2 separate regions of the Mus musculus genome follow, and region 2 is linked to region 1. The links are chromatin contacts, called in public HiChIP or PLAC-seq maps. All regions are on one chromosome and are shown on one strand. The core of a region is the stretch at or near the end of the contact, and the rest is flanking DNA. Distances in the headings are between cores, read along the strand shown.

The links. HiChIP or PLAC-seq counts read pairs in DNA pulled down with a chosen protein or histone mark.
Region 2: a contact with region 1 is called in a CTCF HiChIP or PLAC-seq map of the NIH/3T3 cell line, with 12 read pairs. The contact joins two enhancer-like sites. A contact is called at or near these places in 1 of 15 datasets of contacts at CTCF or cohesin (the NIH/3T3 cell line), 5 of 484 Hi-C or Micro-C datasets (bone marrow-derived macrophages, embryonic fibroblasts, group 2 innate lymphoid cells and 2 more), 7 of 115 datasets of contacts at active chromatin or transcription factors (embryonic basal ganglia, embryonic fibroblasts, embryonic stem cells and 3 more) and 1 of 9 other capture datasets (bone marrow-derived macrophages).

The regions. Positions count from the first base shown.
Region 1 is chr3:121,584,265-121,592,086 of GRCm38.p6, forward strand. All of the region lies in intron 3 of Gm33485 (a long non-coding RNA gene), which reads right to left. Among named protein-coding and RNA genes, the nearest start is that of Gm33708, 4.7 kb to the right of the region's middle. Within about 2 kb of position 5,052, at least 96 of the 459 cell types and tissues checked have an H3K27ac peak or open chromatin away from gene starts, as enhancers often do. A contact at or near this core is called in the NIH/3T3 cell line, where this site is marked.
Region 2 is chr3:121,701,984-121,709,805 of GRCm38.p6, forward strand. No RefSeq gene overlaps it. Among named protein-coding and RNA genes, the nearest start is that of F3, 18 kb to the right of the region's middle. Within about 2 kb of position 4,383, at least 40 of the 459 cell types and tissues checked have an H3K27ac peak or open chromatin away from gene starts, as enhancers often do. A contact at or near this core is called in the NIH/3T3 cell line, where this site is marked.

The DNA of each region.
Region 1 (7,822 bases), core at 3,802-6,301:
CTCTACTACTCGAGTGTAATCTTCATCACATGCAGACAGAGCTTATCTTAAGATAAATAATGTTACCTACCAGTATTGGTGTTAGTGGGAAAAAGTCTCTCTTTTAGTCCTCTCTCCTCCCCTTCCCTCCCCTTCCCTTCCCTCTCCTCCCAGTTTCCTTCCATTCCCTCCCCCCTCTCCATTTCCTTTCCCTCACTTTCCTCCCCTCCCCTCCCTTTCTCTTGAGGCAGCATATCACATAGCACAGTTTAAAAAAAAAATCCTAAATTTACAGTGTTTGCCTCTACCTCTGGAGTGCTGTGGTAACAGGCCTGTGCTGCCACTCTTGGTTTATGCAATGCTGGGGGCCTAATTCAGTCTCCCAGCTGATCCACATTACCAACCCAAGTCCAAACTCAGGCATTTGTGTAACTTTAAACAGAATCAGGCCTGCCCCTTAATCATATCACTGTATATATTTCTAGTCTTCTAGGATGATGTTGAACAGTAGCTGGCAAGCTGACCCTGGAGGAGGCAGAAGCACACTCAAGGCACTCCATCACACGTGAGCGTGAACGTGCACACTCTAGGCACATCCTGGAGTGACTCATTACAATGGAAACAGTGGCCACTCAGGTGCTTGGAGTGCCCACATCTTCAGCTTTGAGTCTTCATAGTGATCCTCTGGCACTGGTAGTTTTTCTCCATCCCCATATGACTCACTTTGGTTTACTTTTGAGGGAGCAGCTAAATTAGGCACTGGGACTTTTCCTCTTGCCAGAGTTTGAGGCAAACCACAAGATTCTAAAGTCCCTGGATGCAGGCCAGACCTTGGAGATGCGCTCCAGTGTCTGACTGTCCACTCCCTGAAGTATTACAAGTGGTCCCCACGGCCCAACATGCTCACTCTCCTGTGTCATCACTGATGTTATGGGAAAGGGGACAGTGCCTGTGCACAGCCTTGGCGGTGGCTTGAAGAGGGAGCCAGGTTCTACCCATGATTTGATGATGAACCCCCTGGGAAATGCCAATGGCTGAACTATGTTTTTTTTTTTTTTTTTTTTTAAGAATTTCTCAGTTCACACATGATTAGTCACAAAAGTCCCGTTATCTCTATTTTCTATTGCTCATGATAAATCCTGATAATTCAGCTACAAATGATTTTAATCAAAATAGATACCGATTTTGCAATCTGAAATCTTTTGTGGTTTGCTCTTTTCATATTTGTCCATGAGAGTGGAAGGAATCTTTTCTTAATCCCAAAGTTTTAGGGATCAGGCAAGAACCTCTCTACTGTATTCAGGCTCATGGGACTTCAGAGTTTCTGTTTTGGATGTTGGAATCCAGTGTCTGCTCCGCTCAGCTTTGAACTGAATTTCAGGTTCACTACCTAACAATCACGCGCTCTTGATTGACACAACATCTGGGTTTCTGTACACTCATCTGTAGGGTGGCAGGAGGATGCTTACTCCCAAGAACTCCTAAGCAGGGAATGGGGAGGGTGAGATGGTGTAGATCAAACCCCAACAGCACTCGTGGAGGGGTGGTGGTGTTAGTTGCTGTATGAAGGGGCCCATTTGAAACATGCCGGACACATTAAACACCCACCGAAAGTTCTTTCTCAGGCGAATCCCATGTAAACTACTCCTGGGTATATGCAGAATATTCACTTTAAAAAGTAGCTGATAAGAGTGTACATGGAGGGATCCATGGCTCCAGCTGCATGTGTAGCAGAGGATTGCTTTATCTGGTATCAATGGAAGGAGAGGCCCTTGGTTCTGTGGAGGCTCCATGCCCCAGCGTACGGGAATGCCAGGGCAGTGAGGTGAGAGTGGGTGGGTGGGTGAGGGAACACCCTCATAGAAACAGGGAGGGGGGAAGGCATGGGGGGGATGGGGGTGTTCGGAGGGGAAACCGAGAAGGGAGACAACATTTAAGATATAAATAAATAAAATAACCAATAAAAAAATTTATTTTCAATAAAAGACAAAAGGGGGGAAGTGTGTGTGTGTGTGTGTGTGTGTGTGTGGTTGTGTGTGTGTGGTTGTGTGTGTGTGTGTGTGGGTGTGTGTGTGTGTGTGTGTGTGTATAGCTGACAAGTCTATAGTCTCAGCGTGTGTGTGTGTGTGTGTGTGTAGCTGACAAGTCTATAGTCTCAGCTCCTCAGAAGGCTGAGGGAGGCAGACTGTGAATCTGAGCCCACTCTGAACCACGGAGTATGGTCTGTCTCAAAAACAAGAAAAAAGATAGAAAAAAATGAGTTATGGTCAAATGGATTGAGAACTTAAATGCAAATTCTGAAGCTGCCAGAAGAAAATCTCGGGGAAAGTTTTCCCAGAACGAGCAAGGTGTAACGATTCCTCAAAACACATGAAGCAGAAGTAGAACAAACCAGACCATGTTAACCTATAAACCTTTTTCTCAACGAAGTAGACCAGAATCTGAGTAGAGAGAGCAGACAGAATGGGAGACTTTTGCAGACTATGCCTGTGACAAGAGGCCAGCATTCACAAGGGACAGGAACTCCAACGACAGTGACGTGAGTCAAATCACGCAGCTGAAAGGCAGGCTGGAGACCTGCATAGGCACTGCCCCAAAGGAGACGTACAAATGACACACGGGCCATTAAAAAATGTCCAACATCACCAAACCTCAGAAATCAAAACCACAATGAGGTATTGTCCCTCCCAAGCAAGAATGATAACCACCCAAAAGACACAGGAAAGTTGGTGCTGGCAGGAGGTGGTGACATGGGAATCCTCGCAAACTGCACAAAACCGTGTGTGTGTGTAAATTAATACAGAGATGAAAATGATATTACAGATCCTGAGAAATAGGCAAATAAAAATAAAATTACTGTATTCCCCAGCAACTCCACTGTTCTCTTTATACATCTGAAGGAAACTAGGCAGTGTGTTGAATAGACATCTTCTATGTTTACTGCATCATAGCAAGAAGAAAAGGAAGCAGCCAAAAGTGTCCAGTAGCTAATGAATGGATAACAAAAAAACATGGTACATATATATACACCGCGGGACATCCTTCAGCCACAGAAAGGATAAAATAGTGGTATCTGCAATAAATATAGATGGAATTGGAGAACACTGAGCTAAATAATCTGTTACAGAAAGACAAATCCCACATGTTCTCTATCATATGTGAAATCATAGAAAAAACCAAACCAGACTCTCACACACAGAACTATCTCACAGAAGTTGACAGTGGAATGGTGACAGCCAGAGGCCTGGGTCAGTGGGGGGAAAGGGTGGGGAAAGCCAGTCAGTGGGCATGAAGGTGGGAGGGGACCACGGAATTCTGGTGTGTTATTTATTGTACAATAGGGTGACTATATTTAATAATGATCCATCCATTAAAACAAAACAAAACAAAACAAACAAACAAAAAAAACTAGAGGAGAGGATTTTGAAAGTTCTTACCATAGATAGATAGATAATTAAGAAAGATACTTTAACTAGATGGAAATACAACACCTACATGCAGAGCACCCCACAATGCCCCATTATTGTCTTGTAGTAGCTAACCTGTCACCTCATGGGCTGAGGCTGCAGGTCAATGACAGAGCATTCACAGAGCATGTACTTCAAACCCAAGTCAGCAAAACCCATCTCTGGACAGGACTGAGTGCAACGCTTAAGGGACCCAGGCCCATACAGTTAAATTACCAAGAACGTTCAGAACAAGGATGCAAGAGAAAAAAGTATGTCGGACGTTCCAGCTGTTCCGTCCCAGGGGAGGGTGCTATTGGCAGCTGATGGGCAGAGGGCAAGGGACACTGCTGGGTGTTTTACTATGTTCCTCCCCAAACAAAGGCTTCTCCGGCTTCCAAATGTCACTAGTACATATGCATAAGTGCTTCTGGGTATTCGCTTGCCAAAGTGCCAGTGGTGTAGAAATTGAGCAGCCCTGATTTAAAGCCCTTATCCCCGGCAACAAACCTATCAAGCATAAAACAAGGAGAAAAAGCGCCATGAGGAGAAGCAGACTAGGTCTGGTGATTTGTGAAACCCTGCTGAGTTCCCCCCCACAAAACCCTTTACTCCAAACCTTTCCATTTAACAGAACCACATATTTCTAAAAAGCAACAAAACTATAATAGCATGATTGCAACTTTGAAATTTTATTTATTTATTTTTTATTCTTTTTACCCTTTATAGTACACTATAGTAATCTTTTTACTCTTTATTTTACAAATCGTGTGAAATGCCTCACTTGGTATTTACAGTTTGGTATAATTGTTCTAATTTCACAGTCCGATGTTAGATTTTAATATTTGGAGGATATTGGCTATGTGTCTAGTTTGATAATAGCGCAGCTTGGGACATGGTTAGCAGATCTGATTAAAGGTTATGCTCGGAGATACAGGCACAGACAGAGCCATGGGAGAGTAGGAAGAGAACCTGGAAGAAAAGGCAGTCATTTGACTGAGGTTACAAGAGTAGAGGTTGTCAGAACCAGGGCTTGGGGTCTTCTTGAGGCTCAAGTAAGTCCTGTGTCTTGGCACGACAATATAACCTCCTTAGCTTTTTGGCTCTTCCAGGCAAAGCACGTCCATAAATTACAGGGAGGGTGAGGGACAGAACATTGCAGAAGCTGTGGGCCGGGGTGGGATATGTGAAGGAGAGATAAGGAGAGAAAACTTGGCGAGGAAGGAATATTGCCTCCCCCATCCTCAAGTCCTTGTGGTTAGATGGAGTTATGTTAAGACCCATGCCCCACACCCAGAGAGGAGTGTGACTTTGGAGCGGGAAACAAATCTCTTGTGGCCGAGCTAAGTTCCTTCTATCACAAGTTAAAGCGGTGGGTGAAGAAATGTCCATTTAGGGAGATGGTCTGCGTGCGTGGGAGGGCCTGTCTAACAACAAGGTAACTATGTGGCAGGGCACAACACATGGCTACTTCTCCAGCATCTGCATTTCTCTAGTCAGCTCCCCTCCCCCTTCCCTTCTTCCCCCACATTTGGATGGAAACCTGAACCACAGTCCGCCTCCAGTTACTCACTGATGACAAAACAAGGCTCCCTCCAAGGCAATATCCTTCAGCAGCTGTCGGGCCCTCCTGGGAATGGGGCTTTCTACCATCTGGATTTGCTCAACTGCCTCTGAGGCACACTTGGGCAGTGTGGCTCCGTGGAGGAGGGAGGCGAGAGGAGTGGGCCTGGGGACTGAACCATGTGACCAAGTCACTCCCGTGCTCTTTCCAACAGGGACAGGCTTAAAAGGACCACTCAGGCCTGCGTTTTGTCCCTGGAGAAGGGAATTTGAAATAAAACACAAATTCTGAGAACCTGGAATCACAAAATCAGTACATGGTCAAGGCAGCTGGTCGGTTTAGCGCCACTTTGAGAGGAGACTGTAGCCACTATCCCCCCCCCCCCCAGTTCCCCAAAACTGCACTCGATTGGACCCGTGTGAACACTTGATCCAGGGTAGGCCAATCATATCCTCTGTTTTAGGAACTTCAAAATGATGTCTCTGCAAGGTTGAGCTTGCTCAGCAGACCCAACAATGCAGATCTGTCGGTCCCCCTACGCCTTTCCTTTGTTCTTTCTTTAGTTGGTTTCGGGACCGGATCTTGTGTCATGGTTGAGGCTGACCTCAATTCTGTAACTAGCCTAAGATGGCCTCAAACTCAGGATCCCCTCCTACCCCCTGCCTCGTCCACCCAAGCACTGCGATTGCAGACATTGTTGGCTGGGCTAGGATCTGCTTTCCATCTGGGACCCAGAGCCAATGAAGCTTCCTCTGGGAAGCCCTCTACAAGTGCACTTTCCACAACTCATTTCAGAGTTGTTGTGTCCCTGGGTCCCCACTCCCAGCAACTGTACTACCGGGGATACCAAAGTGTGCGTCATAGCTGGAGTAATCACGTGAGTGTCTCCCCACCTGGAGGAGGGCTCCTTGAAACCGGAGGCTGAGGCTTCCTCTCCTCTTTCTCTTCTGCATTAGTCCTGTTCTGGTAGATTCACAGCGCTTGTCAACTGACTGAAGAAATGAATGGATATATAGGTCTGAGCACTCCCGACAGGCCATAAAAACACAGCCTTCCCTGCTCTGCCTGATAAATCCTACCAGCTCCGAGGTATCACAGCCCTGTTTCAGACCTTTCCAACGGAGAGTTTTTACTGGCTATCAGGCTATTGCCAGGCTGAGTGACGCTTTTAAACGAATATTTGTATGGGCGTTTTGCCTGCATGTGCCTGTAAACCATGTGAGCCTAGTGTCTATCCACAGAGGCCTGGTGAGGGTGCCAGATCGTCTGAAACTGGAGTTACATATGCTTGTGTGGGTGCTGTGAGCTGAACCTGGGTCCTCTGGACCAGCAGCAAGTCCTTTATGGGCTGTGCCATCTCTCCAGCCCTCTGAGTGGCGATGGTTGCTGTGATGCTTTACAACTAAGATGAATTAAAACTGTGTTGCTAGTAGTGACTGTAAGAGAATAATAAGGCTCATTATAGCTTTAAATCTTAAAAAGTGTCTAAGAGCCGGTGTAGTGATTAATTGTCATGGTCATCTTGACAAGGTTTAGGATGCTGTGGAGAGACACCTCAGGTGTGTCTCAGAGGTTGTTTCTGAAAGGACTTAGGGAGGGAGACCCACCCTGACTGTAAGACAGCTCTGTCCCATGAGCTGGGTGGGGATCGCAGACTGAATAAAGAGAGGTGAACAGCAGCACTCATCTTTCTCTGTTACCTCCCACTCTTGTCCCTGTGATGTCACTGCCTCACACTCCTGTCCCTGTGATGTCACCACCTCACACTCCTGTCCCTGTGATGTCATCACCTCACACTCCTGTCCCTGTGATGTCACTGCCTCACACTCCTGTCCCCATGATGTCACTGCCTCACACTCCTGCCCCTGTGATGTCACTACCTCCCACTCCTGTCCCTGTGATGTCACCGCCTCACACTCCTGTCCCTGTGATGTCACCACCTCCCACTCCTGTCCCTGTGATGACACTGCCTCATACTCCTGTCCCTGTGGTGTCACCGTCTCACACTCCTGTCCCCATGATGTCACTGCCTCACACTCCTGTCCCTGTGATGTCACTACCTCATACTCCTGTCCCCGTGATGACACTGCCTCACACTCCTGTCCCTGTGGTGTCACTGCCTCACACTCCTGTTCCCGTGATGACACTGCCTCACACTCCTGTCCCTGTGGTGTCACTGCCTCACACTCCTGTCCCTGTGGTGTCACACTATTGCCACTATGACTTCACCACCATGATGGACTGTATCCCCTCAAACTGAAAGCCAAAATCAATTCTTCTCTCCTTGAGAACTTTTGTTGGTGTGATAAACAAGAAAGTAAACAAAGCTGTGGATTGTTTATTTCTGTGTCTTTGTGTCTTCATTCTCTCAGCTCTTTAAAGAAAGCTCTTTAACTTTGCAACTTCTTCCCCTTCACAAGAGGGAAAAGACTGCTGAGTGAGATGCTGAGTCACACTCTATAGTAAGATCTTGAGGGACATGGAGAATGGACAAGTGGAGGGAGGTCACCGTGGAGGCCAGGGCTAGGGGAGCTTTTCCTGGGGTAGAAAGACAAACTGACCAGAGTGAAGGAGCCAGGAAGGAAAATGGAAAGCTTCTATTTAGAAGTATTAAGTAAATGTTTAAGCATTCCTGTCTCAGTTTATTCTCTGTAATGACATGTGTATGGCTGAATAAAGAATGGGATTCGTTTCAAATCACATTTTTGTTATTGTCTTGTCCTTTTTACTGCCCTGAGGCCAATTCACAGGAATCTAAATTTTCTTAAGAAAAAAAAACCCCAAAACCTAAAAATGGACAAAAAGGGATGTTGTAGACAATACACCTTCACCC
Region 2 (7,822 bases), core at 3,133-5,632, 120 kb after region 1:
CTGGAAGAGCAGAGAGTGCTCTTAACCACTGAGCTATCTCTTACAACATCCTCGGTCAGCAGGGCACTCCAGGTCATTTCTTGTAGGTGGAGGCATGGAGAACAGATCCTGTGAACCAGATATGGCTCAGGGCGGTCCTGTTGACAGAAGCATTTGAAGATGTGATATTTAATGTATGTGAAGCTTTGGCTCTGGCTAAGCAAAATAGTCGTGGCAGTCTGATTAAATGGGTGAGCATGCTAGATGTTACTTTAGTTAGCATGAAATCATTTCATGTTCCAAAACAAACAAACAAACAAACAAACATAGACCGCCTGTGAAGTGCTTTCAGTATTCAGTGAGCTTCAGGATTTTGTGAAGGACAAAACTCGAAGTGCTGATTTGGGGGAAAAAATGGGCTCCCCAAACTGTCTCAGCTTTGACCCAGCAGTTCTAGATGTATAGGAAGGAACCTTAATGTTTACTTTGAATATAAGGAAACTCAGAGAAGAAGATTACTCAAAGTTAATGAAGAGAGGTGTTCCCTCAGAGCCAAGAGTCCAAGTGTCTCCCAGTTTCTCACTGTCTCCCACCACACTGCTGGCATGGAGAACTGTGGGCCAGCTCAGCAGTGGCTTGAGGCTCTCCCAGACTCAACTGCACATCACTCGGGTCAGGTGCCTTCTTCAGACATGGTGTCTGCTTCTGAAGGAAGGGAGGTTTGATGGACAGTCCTTAGAAATCTCACATTTGGGGGCTTTAATTCTCAGCCTCCTTACAACAGTTACATTCTTGTAAATTCTACCCTGACACAGATGTTTTGAGCTTCCTGAGAGGAGAGGAGAGAGGAGGAGAAGGAGGAGAGAGAGGAGAATGGAGAGAGTGTGGAGAGGAAAGAGAGAGAGAGAGAGAGAGAGATATGAAATTGAAGACAAAACTAAAATAGTTTCATTAAAATATAGGATGTATTATTTTATTTGGCTGCTAACCCATAGTTAAATGAAGCTTTTCATAATATATTTACTCCAGAGTCATCTATTTAAAGATTCAAACTACATACACATGTTTAGAGACTCAAGAGTTTGAAAACGATCTTAAGATTGCCCTTCTGATGATCATGGGAGAGGTCTGGGTTCCTATGTCATCATGAACATGAAGCTACTTTAAGCCCTTGCTCTTTCATTAAAGACATATAAAGATGAGCTAAGATACTCACTTGATTTATTTTCTTCCTTAATAATCTCTAGATGAATTCAGATGTCAAACTATCTGAATATAAAGAGCAATGTTCAAAGACTGCCCGCATGATAGGGCTTAAGCGGTCTTCTTGAAGCCTTGCTGAGTCATGCCCCTAGCTGTTCACCCCTCCCCTGAGACATCAGGCAACTGTGAGAAATCTCATATGAACCCAAGTACACAAGGCTTGCACCAGTCCATAACCACCTCAGCCGTCTCGCCACTGGGGGTAAAAATGTCTCCCTCTGATCACTGACACAAAGGGCAGGGTTTAGATATTGGCAAGGGCATGGTTTGGATACTAGCTCACATGATTCCAGCAAGAACAGTCTATTTCTCGAGAGGTTTCCAAAATTAATAATACAGACATCTGGAAGTCACTAGTCCTCAAAAATTACAAACCCTTGATGATGCTTATCAGGGATGCTATCATGGGATGTTCTGAAAGGTCTTGAAGAGTTTTCTCCTGACATCAATCACCACATGCAGAAAGGCTGAGCGATAAGGAAGCGGTATCAAGCAATAGTCTGAAGGGACTTGGGCCAGTGTGCTGAGTCACTCACTGGCTTTCCACAAACCTTTTTAAAGGTTTGGATGAATGGAATATATAGAAACTGTACATATGATGTGCAAATAAATTGGTTAAGTGTTGTTGTTGTTGTTGTTTTAACAAAAAACACAGTTGTGTATCCAGCACCCCAGAAGAACCGCAGGTGGGAATCTCCATCCACATTCTTTTTTCTTTCTCTTGACTTAGAGATCATACGGCGTCTATCTATCCTTCTCTGCCTGGCTGCTTTTACTCAGACATATGTTTATGTGAGTCACCTGCTGTCCTGTTAGCAGGATCCTGTTCATTCTAATCTCCATTATGCATTCCACTGTGGGGAGTCTGCCTCTAGAGTAGTCTATTACTGATGCACATCTATTACTTGGCTTCACACTGTGAAGCAAAATTTATTGTCTGATTTGGAAGCTGAAAAAAAAAGTTTCATGTGGGATTTGTATGCTGAGAGGGAAGAAGAGAATGAAGGAGAAACTTCTTTGGTCTGCTTTGCTCCCCGCCCCCAACCAAAGAAAGATGCTCGTGAGAGCAGAGCTGCAACAGGCAGGAGAGGTCTCCAGTCTTTATTTTTTTTTTTTTTTTAAAGATTTATTTACTTATTTATTATATGTAAGTACACTGTAGCTGTCTTCAGATGCACCAGAAGAGGGCATTAGATCTCATTACAGATGGTTGTGAGCCACCATGTGGTTGCTGGGATTTGAACTTCGGACCTTCGGAAGAGCAGTCGGGTGCTCTTACCCACTGAGCCATCTCTCCAGCCCCAGGTCTCCAGTCTTAAGGAGTTAGGAAGAACCCCTGTCTATGGAATTCTCCAGAAGGACTACCTACAGGATACTGAATATGTGTAAACAACAGGAAAGCCCTGTGGTCTCTTAGAATCCTCTGTATTTACTTCAAAGTGGCTAAGACCCCCATTCAGCCCCAGGCAACTATGGGTTCAGTCTAGCTTCTCACCACACTTGGATGCCCGGCTACTACTTATCTCCAAAATTCTTAAGAATTAGAATTAAAATTCTTAAGATAAGATCCCAGGAATTTTAGGTCCCTGTCTTAGACATAATTTAGGCCAAACAGATTTATGTCCCAGTCTTAGACATAATTTAAGCCAAACCTTTCTGTTTTGATTAGCTCGTTTTTTATTCCCCTTTCCAAGAACACAATAATTATTCTGCTTAAAATGCCCTTGAGATTTTAAGATAATAAGTTTCCAATAGTTTGAGGCAAAGCTAGCTTAGCCCTGGTCATGGTTATCAGGATATAATGATTTATAATATATTTAAGCCAAGTCCGACAGTGTTGGTCTGTAATCCCAGATGTGGAGAGGCTGACATGGTAGATTGAAAATTCAAGGGCTGCTTAGGCGACACAGGAAGTCCAAAGCCAGCCCAAGTGACTTAGTGAGACTTTCTCAGGGCAAAAAGCAAAAGGAGGCTGAGAATACAGCTCAGTGGTAGAGCACACACTAGCCATACTGGAATAAGTGTGTGTGTGTGTGTGTGTGTGTGTGTGTGTGTGTGTGTGTGTGTGCGTGCGTGCGTGTGTGTGTGTGTGTGTGTGTGTGTGTGTGTGTGACAGAGAGAGACAGAGAGATACAGAGACAGACAGAGAGACAGGGACAGAGACAGACAGAGACAAACAGAGACAGAAACAGATGGACAGAGAGAGACAGGGAGACTAAGAACCAGTACATGAAATCAAGTACTATTATCATCAGAGAGAGAGAGAGAGAGAGAGAGAGAGAGAGAATGAGAGAGAGAGAGAGAGAGAGAGAGAGAGAGAATGAGAATGTTCATTTGGTAGGGGGATCCTGGGAAGAACATGGAATAGTGTTTGTATTCACTGGTTTGAAAAGACTTTGAGACTATGCCTATATTGAGGGTGTTTATGTTTAACATCTTAGCAAGGCTTTGAAGAAGTTGTATGTGTATACACATGGGTACCCTCAAAGATTTTAAACATTTCATAAAGAGCAAGCTACTGTCTGTACAAACAAACACATGAGATGATAGCGATTTTTTTTTAAAGACAAAGCTGGGAATTTAATTTTTGAAATTCCTCCTCTTGTCTCTTTTTGGCTGAGTATTTCTTTTCACTGTTTCTTCCTGACTACGTAAGCACATCACAACAATATGAAATAGCAGTCTATGGCGTGTGGCTAACAGGACATCAGGATACTCATTCACATCATCTCAGGTGGAACGAACATTCATGCTGTGGTCCAGAAGCATCCTTTGCTCCAGACAGCTGATTTTCAGGCTTAAAGCTCACTGACGAAAGCCATAGCCCTGCTGTGTGGATTGCAGGGAGGGAGCAGAAATGAAATGCTCTCTTTCTAGCTCATAACTACCAACAATTCAAGCTAACGTTTTCTGTCGTTTTGACTTTACTAATTACTGTATATTTTAATACACTTGAAGAATGAGATTTTTCACAATGACTCTATGAGGTAGGAAGAGGTGTCGTCTTTTACAAATTTGGAAAGTGGACTTAAAAGAAGTTAGCACTTGGCAAAGTGACAGGGCTGTGAATAACAGGACCAGAATCTGAAATCCAGCTCTGGCCAGGAGCCCAAGGCTTCACCACAGTAATGCACTAGCTTTCTTATACGTGCAAGATATCCACAGGGCAGATACCAGGAACCGAGCACAGGAACACTACAGGAGCCTAGAGAAAGGAAGACTTTGCTAACTCCAAAGGCTGGACACCTTGTATTGGATTTGTTTAAAGTAATGAAATGTAGCTCTCAAGGGGAGACAATCAGTATCAAATTTATCTTGGGTTTTGGCTCTCTTTTAAAACGGGCGACATGAAGATTCCATTTGGAGATTAAGAACTATGATGTCATTTGAGTAGATCTTCCCGCTAGAAATAGGAACGTTAATAAAACACATCAATGTGACTACATTGTGTGTTCATTGGGCAAAGAATGACTGTGAATGTCTGAGTTGACTACAGACATCCGGATAAACCTCTTCAGCCACTCACAATGGACCTTTTATTTCCTACACTGCTCAAATGAGCTCTTTCTTATGCTCTAAATAGCGACAGAGGAAGTCGCATTCTTCCAGTAATATCACCATAGGCCATGACATGGCTCCTTTGAAAGCTCATTTCCAATTTTTCAGAGTCACCTGTAGATTTAATTTAATTTCCCCCTATTTCAGACTCATATGATACATACATCATCTTCATATTAAAGCCTTGTGTTAAAATCCAGCTCAGACATACTGAGTGTTCATTAAGAAGGGTCCACTCTTCACTCCCCATAAAGCACAACTGTGAAGAAATAGAGAATCAAGAGGCAGAACTAGCCACAGGGACACCTGATCCATAGTTTCTTTCTGAAAGGGAGGAACAGAAATCCTGAGAAGATAAATGCCTTGCCTGTGGTCACAGAGGAGTAACACATTTATGATGAACACAGGACCTCTTTCTTTTGCCACAAGTCCATCCTTTATGCTCAGTCTAAATCCTGTGGTCAGAGAAGCCCTTGTTGTGAACTCTGGCCACCACTTTGCACAATGCTTGGAGCACGCAGTGTTGGAGCAACAAAGGTTGGTTGAGTTGGAAACTCCATCTAAGGCTGTTTCCCAGTAGGGCAGAGGTGAGGATTCTGAGTCTGGAGATGTTTGGGGAGGTTATGGGACTTTAGGAGGCGGAGTCTTGCTGGAGAAAGTCCATCACTGAGATGCTCTCGGCAACTTTATAGCCTCCTACCATTTCTCTTTGTTTCTCTGCGGTGACGATAATCGTCTCTCCTTTTTCTGCTCCAGCTATGTGCTGACACCCCCATTATTGACTGGTCTGTGACCATAAACCAAATTGAGCGTTTGTCTATAAGTTGCTTCTGCTCATAGTATTTTTTATAGCAAAAAATAAAGGTTAATAAATAATGTTTAATAAATTTTAAGTAATTTGCATGTTTTAAGGGGTAGTTTACAATGTGTTATAATTTTCAATATTTTAAAAATATATCTCACCTTTATGTATATACCTAGTCAGACTTTACTACATCTATAACAGATTATGTCATTGTAAAATAAGAATATTTACTATGAGATGAAGAGATGCTGCAGAGGTTAAGAGCATTAGCTACTCTTTCAGAGGACCTGGGCTCAATTCCCAACACCCACATGGCAGCTCACAACTCTTCCAGGGGATCCAACACCCTCACACCTACATACATGCAGCCAAATCACCAATGTACATAAAGTAAAAATAAATTGGATAAAAAAGAATATTTATTGAAACAATAACTCTGTCTCTCATAGCCATGTTCCTTGTCATTCAAGGTTAGTTTGTGACAGATCTTTTCTTTGTTTTTTTCCTAATGACTGCAATTTATCTGATCAGTTCAGAGTTCAGACAGACACCTGTGAGTTCACATAAATCTAGACCCACAGCTATGGGTCCCTGGTCCCTGGTCCCAGGAACCATGCACTTTGTCTAGTTAGAGCACAGTGTCTATCCTTCACCTCCAGGGCACTCAAGCTCGAGCCTAGCAATAAGTCCCTCCTTATACACTCAACATGTTGAGCATCTGCCATATATCAAGCCCTGTTCTAACTGCTGGAGGTACACACTAGTGATGAATATATAGGGATATCTGTGCTCAAGGAACTCAGTCTGGGAGGTAGAGAGAAGGATCTTTTCTTTTTCTTTCTTTCTTTCTTTCTAGAAAATAATTATGTTGGGGAGAAATTTTACTTCAAGTTTTAAAAATAATCAAAGTTTTTTGTGATGGAGCATAATTGAAATCCCAACACTTGAGAGGCTGAGGAAGGAGGATCAGGAGTTGAAGGCCAGCCTTAGTTACATAGTCAGTTAGAAGCCAACCTAGGCTATATGAATTCTTACCTCCGAAAAGAAAAGTATTTTTAAAAATCAAAACAGAACAAGAAGAGAATTTCGAATGTAGATGAAGAAACTAAATGTACCTCTGAGAGCCTCTGGCTTGTCTCCACCTTTAACACAGACCCTGGAGTAAGCAGGTGATGACCACAGAGTTGGCTAGCGTGTGTGTGTGTGTGTGTGTGTGTGTGTGTGTGTGTGTGTGTTTTAAGTGCTGCTTTGACTCATTTAATTAGTTACTTATTTTGAAACTCATACCTTATCTTTTGCATAGCAATAGATGTTCTGATTTAGAGTTGTGAAAATCTTATAACATGGATGAGGTGAGAAATGAAACACAACTACTTTGCAACAGTATTTTGGAGAGATAAAAAAAAAAGCATAAGAATGAAATGCTTACAATTGCTACCGGTACAGATGTGGGCAGAATGAGCCAGTAATGATTTATTCTACAGAGCAAACGTGACTCTTCCCTCCTGAGGATCCCCCCCCCCCCAATTTAAGTTAGCTCATAGCTATGAGCTGGCAGCCAAAGCCATATTTCCTACTTCTAAGATGGGACCTGTCCATGTCTCATGTTCGGGACATGCTGGGCCAGCATGCTAACAGCACTTTTCACCCATGAGGTTCCAGATGCCCATCATCCATTGTGCTTGGCACAATGCAAAGCAGGAAACAATAACAAACAACAAAAACCCTAAGGTTTAATTACAGAAGCAATTCCTCCAAGGTTATCTCGGGACATGCAAAATTGGGATTTGAATTTTGGGGTGTCTGTCTCAAAAACCCATACTGTTCCCACTGAGTCTCGCCAGCTGAAATCTGCAGCCATGAGTTGTTTGCCGGGTCCTTTCAGGTCCTTGCCCTGCGTCTAGATTTGAATTCACACTGGCATCCGTGGCTGAGGAGCAAATGACTTAGATGACAGGCATGGCATGAGTGATAACTCGGATACCCATGGCTGCCTCCAGGGTTAGAAAGAAAGCAAAGTCGTCAGGAAAGGAACAGCCTAGCTCCTCAGCCTGGAATCCTCCACACGACCGCTCCAAAGGAAGTAGAGATGAGATGCTTGGTGTGCAGAGAGCATAGATCACCTTCTACATCTGAGGGTTCTGCATGGGTCCAGACAACGTCGCATCATAAACAAATTGCATCTACATTGAACGTGTATAGACATTTTTTTCCTTG